Linked DNA regions of Juglans regia: region 1 is linked to region 2. Evidence: chromatin contacts called from public Hi-C data. All regions are on one chromosome and are shown on one strand. Each heading gives the region's core, a stretch centred on a gene start, on an enhancer-like site or on the middle of the called end of the contact. The rest is flanking DNA. Distances are from core to core; before and after follow the strand shown.

Region 1 (3,710 bases), core at 899-3,398, 55 kb before region 2:
TGTCAGAAGTGCAAAACAGAAAACGTGCTACCAACAGGTTTATTACAACCCTTGCTAATACCAACTTCTTCATGGAGTGATATCTCCATGGATTTCATTGAGGCCTTGCCACTATCAAAGGGTTTTTCTGTAATCTTTGTAGTGGTGGATAGGTTTACTAAGTATCCTCATTTCTTGCCCTTATCTCACCCCTATACAGCTGCTACGGTTGCTCAGTTATTCATTAACCAAATTTTTAAGTTGCATGGCATGAAGTTGAACTTTACCTTAGCTTACCATCCTCAATCCGATGGTCAAATTGAGATAGTAAACAAGGCAGTATAACAGTACTTGAGGTGTTTTGTGTTTAAGAGGCCAAAACAGTGGGTTCATTGGCTGCCTTGGGCAGAATATTGGTACAATACTTCTATACATTCTTCCACAGGAATAACTCCTTTTGAAGCTTTGTATGGCAGACCACCTCCTTCCTTGTTGCAGTATGTGGCTGGTACAACACAGAACCATGCTGTGGATTCTGAACTCAGATCAAGGGAAGAGATTTTGGGAATTCTTAAAAAAAATTTATTGGCAGCTCAGTCAAGAATGAAACAATATTATGATAACAAGCATATTGATAGACAATTTGTGGTAGGAGATATGGTCTATTTGAAGTTACAGAAGTACAAACAGAAAAGTGTTGCAGCCATTCCTTATCCTAAGTTGGCTCCTAGATTTTGTGGGCCATTTAAAGTTTTGGAAAAAATTGGTGAAGTTGCTTATAAACTGGAATTGCCTTCAGATGCTGTGGTACATCCAGTTTTTCATGTTTCTAGACTTAAGAAGCATGTGGGTCCTAATGGGAATGTGTCTCCTTCGATTCCTTTTGCTGATGTTCATGGGCATGCGAGAGTGGAGCCAGAATGTATCCTGGAAAGAAGAATGACACCAGTTAACAACCAGCCTTTCATTGAGTTGCTTGTGAAGTGGAGAGGAGCACCTCAAGAAGATTCTTCATGGGTACCAGTGGAGCAGCTTAGATTCCAGTATCCTGACCTTGTGGGCAAGGTCTTTTGAAGGGGAGGGAATTGTTAGGATGGTTTAGTGCAGGAGATTGAGAGTGGAAGGTTGGCATGTTATGAAGAGAAATGTATTACAGTGTTAAGAATAATCGATTTAGGAAGCAGAAGTAAATACGGCATCGTATAGTTAGAATAATTTGTTGTGCACTTGTTCATTTATAGTTGAATTGTCTGTTTTAGCCTTACTTACAAATAGGAAATTACAAAATTACCCTTGCTGTAACAGAAATAACTGACTCATTTTCACATGAGTTCTTGTATAAAAACCTACGGAAGGCTATGAGAAAGGGATCGGAAGTATTATACAGAATTCATTTTCTTGGAGGTTTTGATCCCTCGAATATCAGAAGTGTTTCTTTCTTCTTTTCTTGTTCTAGTTACTAACATACTGTAACAATATCCTGATATTAAGTTAAACTCAGGGTTTTTTCTGTTTGTAATGTGACTATAAAAGACAAAAAAAATCCTTCTTTGGCTGTTGAAGAAAGTGAAGAGAGAAATCTTGGCTTTCATGTTAAAATTGTGAGTTTTAGAAAACTGGAGAAGTTCATTAGAGTGTTCGTGTAGGTTAAACCTGTTTTCCTTTTGAGAAAATTGTGGAAACGACTGTTTATATCCTTAATGTGAATATTCTGCCATGCAAGGATTTCTTTGGAGGAGATCTTCGTTTACAAGGCCATATATGATAAAAACATAAAATTGGAGATTTGGCTTTCCTTTTTATTTTTCATTTGTTTCTTAAGTGAACGAACTTACCGTTATGGGTTTTCATTCTTTAATTTTGGGGTACGTACAACCTATTAGATTAAACAAGATTCTCTTCCAAAAGAGGTTGTAGAAAAAGAGCGGTTAATACCAGGGAGCAGTCCTACAAAGGAAATACACCAATGAATGTGTATAAATGATAGCATAGAGAAAGAAGCACTGAGTCTCTTACACAATCGTTTCAGTACTCAGATCGGTGGTTAGGGAAAGACCTCCATGGCCAAATACCTAGCTAATAGAAAGGGAAGCACTTAGCACACATACAGGATTCGCCTCACTATTCCTGACTGGCGGCAGGAGAGGGAGGACTTGGGGAGCTCAGCTGGGATCAGAGGGGAACGACCTCTTCTGGTAAACAGTTAGTTATGGACTCAGATGTAATGCTTGTACTCAATAGTTTAAGGACCAAGGATGAGCTATATAGAGGATAAGAGAAGGAAAGGCTAATTTGGACATGTTTTTATTTATTTTTCAATTATAGGAAATCTCCTGGCCATTTTTTATGATTTGTAGAAGTCGTAGCACACACATGTAGTCGTGATGATGTACTAAAGAGACAGAAGTGCTGTTTCTTCCAAAGCAAGCCTTGCACTTAACATGTTATTGTTTCTTGCTTGAATTTTAGCTTTTGTTATTTCTTTCCTGATTTTTTTAATGGTTTGATGTGTTATTCTACCCATTTTTGTTTCTAGCAGCATTATAGATTAATCTAAATGGCCAATTTAAGAACAAATTGTGATGTGAGGAATGTGAAGTAGCATGTCTTATTGTGGACTTTTGAATTTCAGAATCACCCAATGATTGCTAGGGAGTATGAGCGTGTGAGAGCTGGAAAGCCACCAATGCCTCTCGACAGGTCACGGTATAATTTAGAACCACCGCCAATGAATAAAAGGAATGATTAAACAGCTTGGAAGCAGACACTTCAGAGAGCTCAATGCTTGCTACAGTACCAAATGATCAGGTGGCGTGGTTATATTGTGGTAATGATCATAATTCTTGAAAATTTTAGATTCAACTCTAGTGGAACTTTGATTGCTGTTGGGAGGAGAATAATTGTTTTTTTCCTGTTATTGTGTGATGTTGATGTGGCCAAGGAAGTGCAAACACATATTGTAGCATGTACTTGTTTCAATCTGTCCCCGGCTTTTGCCTGGGTGTAATTTGTGCTTCAGTGAGATAAAGAATTTCTCAATACATAAGCTGTAAAATTACTCCGTGACGATAACTAATATGTATAATGTTATTATAGTATATACTTCAAAAAAAAAATTATTACAGTATATCGGTACATTATGCTTTGCCCTCAACAAATGCTCAGCATCCTCTGCCTGAAGTGGCTGAGCCATCCTTCTGTGGAGATTGTTATCGAATTTGCTTGTGATTACCCCGAGCTAAAATAGTTTGAATAGGCTTTTCCTTGTTATCTAAGTAATTAATATTACTTGGTTCCTTGTGACTCTTCTGCGATATTCTCCATTCAACGATCCTTTTTGTCTTACCAACCTACCAGAGTCTATGTACATTAATTTCTTTACTACAACTATAACATGCAGCAAGATCCTGATCATCAAACAGTTGTATGCGTTTGATTTGTTTTGTCTGCTTGAGTACAAAATATACATTCCCTGTACTTATAAGGAATATAATGGTTTCTTTGCAGTCTGGAAAATTTGGACCTGATGGTAAAATATGGTCCAGATCTCTGGAAGCAGTTCATCCAACGGTTGGAAGCACTTTTATTAAGGTTTGTTTGCAAGATTCCATTTCCAGTGCATTAATCATTTGCACTCATTATTCAGATTGATTCTCCTGCTTCAGTTACTTGTGTTTCGTTGATCATGTTAACTTGTTAAGTTTTTCCTCTCGTTCTCCTATAATCCCATA
Region 2 (3,677 bases), core at 553-3,052:
CCTAATGAATTAGAACATCATTGTAGGATTAGCTAAAAGTTAAATCTATTGAGTATTTAGCTATTAGAACACAAAATGTGATCATAATGGATTAGCCAAATTCCAAATAATTAGAATTTGGCTACAGTTACTTTCAAAAGAATTTTCAAATGTGAATGTTACTGTACATACATTAAATACATATTTTATTAATTATTTCTCTCTCCATTTATTTCTATCACATATTCTATCACAATGGCTGGGTTCATGTGCACGGGTTCATGTGTTGGGAGGTTGGGTTCATGCATTGATATATTAATTTGAGTTAGTGATATATTAATTTAATTAGAATATGATTATCAATTAATATATAATAGGTAGAATAGTAAAATATGATAAAATAAAATAAAATAATAATGAAAAAAATTAAATATTTTTAAAATTATTAGTTTCTCATTACTATATAATAAATAAATGGATAATTCAATATGGAGATTTGATGTGAATAGTTAAAATCAAATTCATCTTATATTATTTTATTGTTATATAATGAAAAAATAATTATTTCAATGTGAAAATTTATGTGAATAAAATAGTTAAGAGTCAAATTTTTTTTACATTCATCAAACATGTTTTTTAGTTTTTACTAATTCATTGAAGATGCTCTTAGTCATGGACGGTAAAAAATATATTTACGCCATTTGATCAGCTCAGCCTAATGAAAATAAGGAGGAAGGCCCAACAAACCCCTCCATTCCCACCTACCAGAAAAAAAAGCACGTGAAATTAAGGCCCAATGAAAGAGTTCTATTCTCAAATTCTCGTCTGAAACATCAACTTATATTGGGGGCCCAAAACTATGTGCATATTAGGCAAAGTGCTTCAGTACTTTTTTGTTTTGTTTTGCTGCAATGGGCCCAAAACCTATTTACTTCGAATCATCAACTATCAATATACGACTCAATACTGTGTCGTTTTCAATATGCCTAGGAAGAGGGAGAGAGCAACTAGACCTTCCTATTAATAATTAAATAAAAAGAAAATCAGCGATTTTGTCGGGCATTGGATTGGAGCCCCCCATGTGTCCTAAAAGGATCAATTACTTGTTAGAATTCTCTACCAGTTCTAAGATATTTTATCACTGAATTTCTTTACATCTAATCTTTATTCTCATATTCACCAAACTAAATATAATAAATATTTATTTTTAAAATAATTTATAGAGTCTTAAAACATACTAATACTGCATATTCTTATTAAAAAAATAGGAAAATATAATTTTATTTGAAAAAATTAACTTCATTTAGATATGTTTAGCAAGTGAGATAAGATACAAAATTCTCATTTCATTATTACAATTTTTTTAAATTCTTACACAAAATATAATAAATAATTCATTTTTTTCAAATCTCAATTTCATTTTTTTTAAATTTTAAAATAATAATAATATTAAAAAATAATATTTTTTACTTTAATTTAAAATAAAAAATTCTCATCTCACTATTACTCATAGTAGATTTTATTTTATATTTTAAAAATAATACGACTCCCACATATTAAAATTGTATTTAATGTATATTTTTTTAAATTATATTTAGGTTTTATTGGAATTTAAAGATAAGATATATTGAGATAAAAGTTGAATAAAATATTATTATTATTTTAAAATTTAAAAAAATTAAATTATTTATTATATTTTATATAAAAAAATTGATATTACTTCTCAATTCAAACAGTATTTAATGAAATCTATCCAACAAAATTGATTAATATTTGTGCGAATATTATAAAAAGAAATAATAAAAAAGGAAGCGTGAAACGACATCACATGTTACCGAATAACAATAGATATTGAACTTGGTAGGCAAATAGTTGTTTCCAGGCTTCCCAAACCCCCCTCCTTTTTCAGTATTTGCTTACGCCTCTTATCTCCCCTCGTTTTCACAAAAACCCTAGTTCCCTTGCAGAATCTGTGCTCCTACTTCACCATGGGTACGTCGCCAACTGTCTCTATCTTTTTTATTGTAGAATCTATATGTTTTTTTGGTTTCATTTCTATATCTAATACCGAATTCTCAATCTTCATTTACGCATGCAGTTTTTGAAATAATTTTTCGATAGATCTTTGTGATATTTTGAGCTCTGATCTGAATTCTCCTAGTGTTTATTTAAAATTCCCTTCTAATTTTCCCGATTTTTGTTTGTTACTTTTTTTTTCCTTTCCCATAAGGATTCCAATTATCCTCCGTTTGGTTAAAGAGAAAAAAAAAAAACTAATTCAATTTGGGGACTAAGATCTTATTTCTTTTGTTATTAAAAAAGGTTTAGTTAGTTAAATTGAGCTTGAGTTACTGCAGTTTCTTTCTCGAATGTTGACAAATCCATAGAAATGACTTGTTTATACTTCTTCTGGTAGACGTGGATGAGAAAAGAAGGATAGATATCGAGGAGGAGATACGGTCTTTGCAGCTCGACTTGGCAGGTACTATTGAGAAGACATTATTTGTTAAAAAAATAATAGAGATGGTTGATTATTGTTTTTTGTTTGAATAATTTTGTTTATGTTTTTACCGGAACTTAGCAGAAGATACTAATGGGGTTGTAAATTCTGAAGATGCAAAGGCAGAAGAACCTGAGGAAGTGGATAAGATGGAGGAAGGTTGGTTGTGGCATTAAAGTATTGTTTACTACGTTGTTATCAGATATTTGTGTTCAAGGTTTCACCGTCTTTTTACTAAATATTTGATTTATATGGTGTCTGCTTCTCTTCAACTGTATTTTGTTCCTAGTTGAGTTAAAAAGGTCATTGAAATGGTGAAAGCTGTTGAGTAATTGAAATCAACAAACATGTTGAAATTTAATATGATAGGTATCTTCAAATTGTGATAACTCTTAATGGGAGTACTTGAATCACAAATGCTTACGTACAAAAAAAAAAAAAAGAGTCAAGGGTAATATAATTGTGTTGAATGTCTTATATGTTTTTATTTCTATCTTCTTATATGTAAATTGTGTTTATTATGTCTCCATTGAGTTGTAATTTGTAATTTCATGTTTGGGTTCCATGATAGTAAAATTGTTTATCTTTTTATTTTTACATTTTATGGAGTTGATAAGGCTTGATTTTATATATATTGAGGCTATAGTTTTCTTTCTGCAGCATAGAGTTGAGGTACATGTCTATCATTAGATGCTTTCTTGTATACCCTTTATTTTCTTCAACTGTACCTATCTCAATTTATGAAGTATTAATAAAAATAATTGTGGAAGGCAATGATTGACTTTGCTCATATGCCAAGGCCTTTAAAGGAAAGGACCACGCTCGGCTCTTGACAATCTGGGTAGGGGTTGAATGTGTTGTGCTGAGGGCTGCAAGTGTGTTTGGAGTAGAGCCATTCAAGGTACACAAGGTGACAAAATCTTGGGCAGAGGAATTCAAATATTCTATAGTATTTCTTGAGCCAACAATCATCGAGATTCTAGTGTAGGAGATGGAATTTCATAAACCTACAGGGCTCTGCTCGTGGAGTAGTTGTATAGGAGAAATACTTGGGCCCCAATTATAGGCCTCTTAAGTGATGATGGGTTTTGTCAATAAAATGTGCGTATGTTAATAAAAACTTGGGCTTTAATTGAGCCCTTATCATATCCCCTTTTTCTAAAGCATCAACCAAATGCCCAATGGTTGGCCAAGCTGT

The links. Hi-C and Micro-C count contacts between places; a contact is called where the count stands out from the background.
Region 1: a contact with region 2 is called in a Hi-C map of leaf, with 4 times the contacts expected there. The contact joins the enhancer-like site here to the promoter of LOC108997765 in region 2. A contact is called at or near these places in 3 of 3 Hi-C or Micro-C datasets (all in leaf).

The regions. Positions count from the first base shown.
Region 1 is chr15:16,178,864-16,182,573 of Walnut 2.0, reverse strand. It overlaps the pseudogene LOC108997773. Among protein-coding and RNA genes, the nearest start is that of LOC108997771, 19 kb to the left of the region's middle. Within about 2 kb of position 2,148, the one cell type or tissue checked has open chromatin away from gene starts, as enhancers often do. A contact at or near this core is called in leaf, where this site is marked.
Region 2 is chr15:16,123,727-16,127,403 of Walnut 2.0, reverse strand. LOC108997765 (eukaryotic peptide chain release factor GTP-binding subunit ERF3A) reads left to right here and starts at 1,802. Exons shown (of 19, transcript XM_018974146.2): 1 at 1,802-1,971; 2 at 2,396-2,461; 3 at 2,564-2,638. The coding sequence starts at 1,968.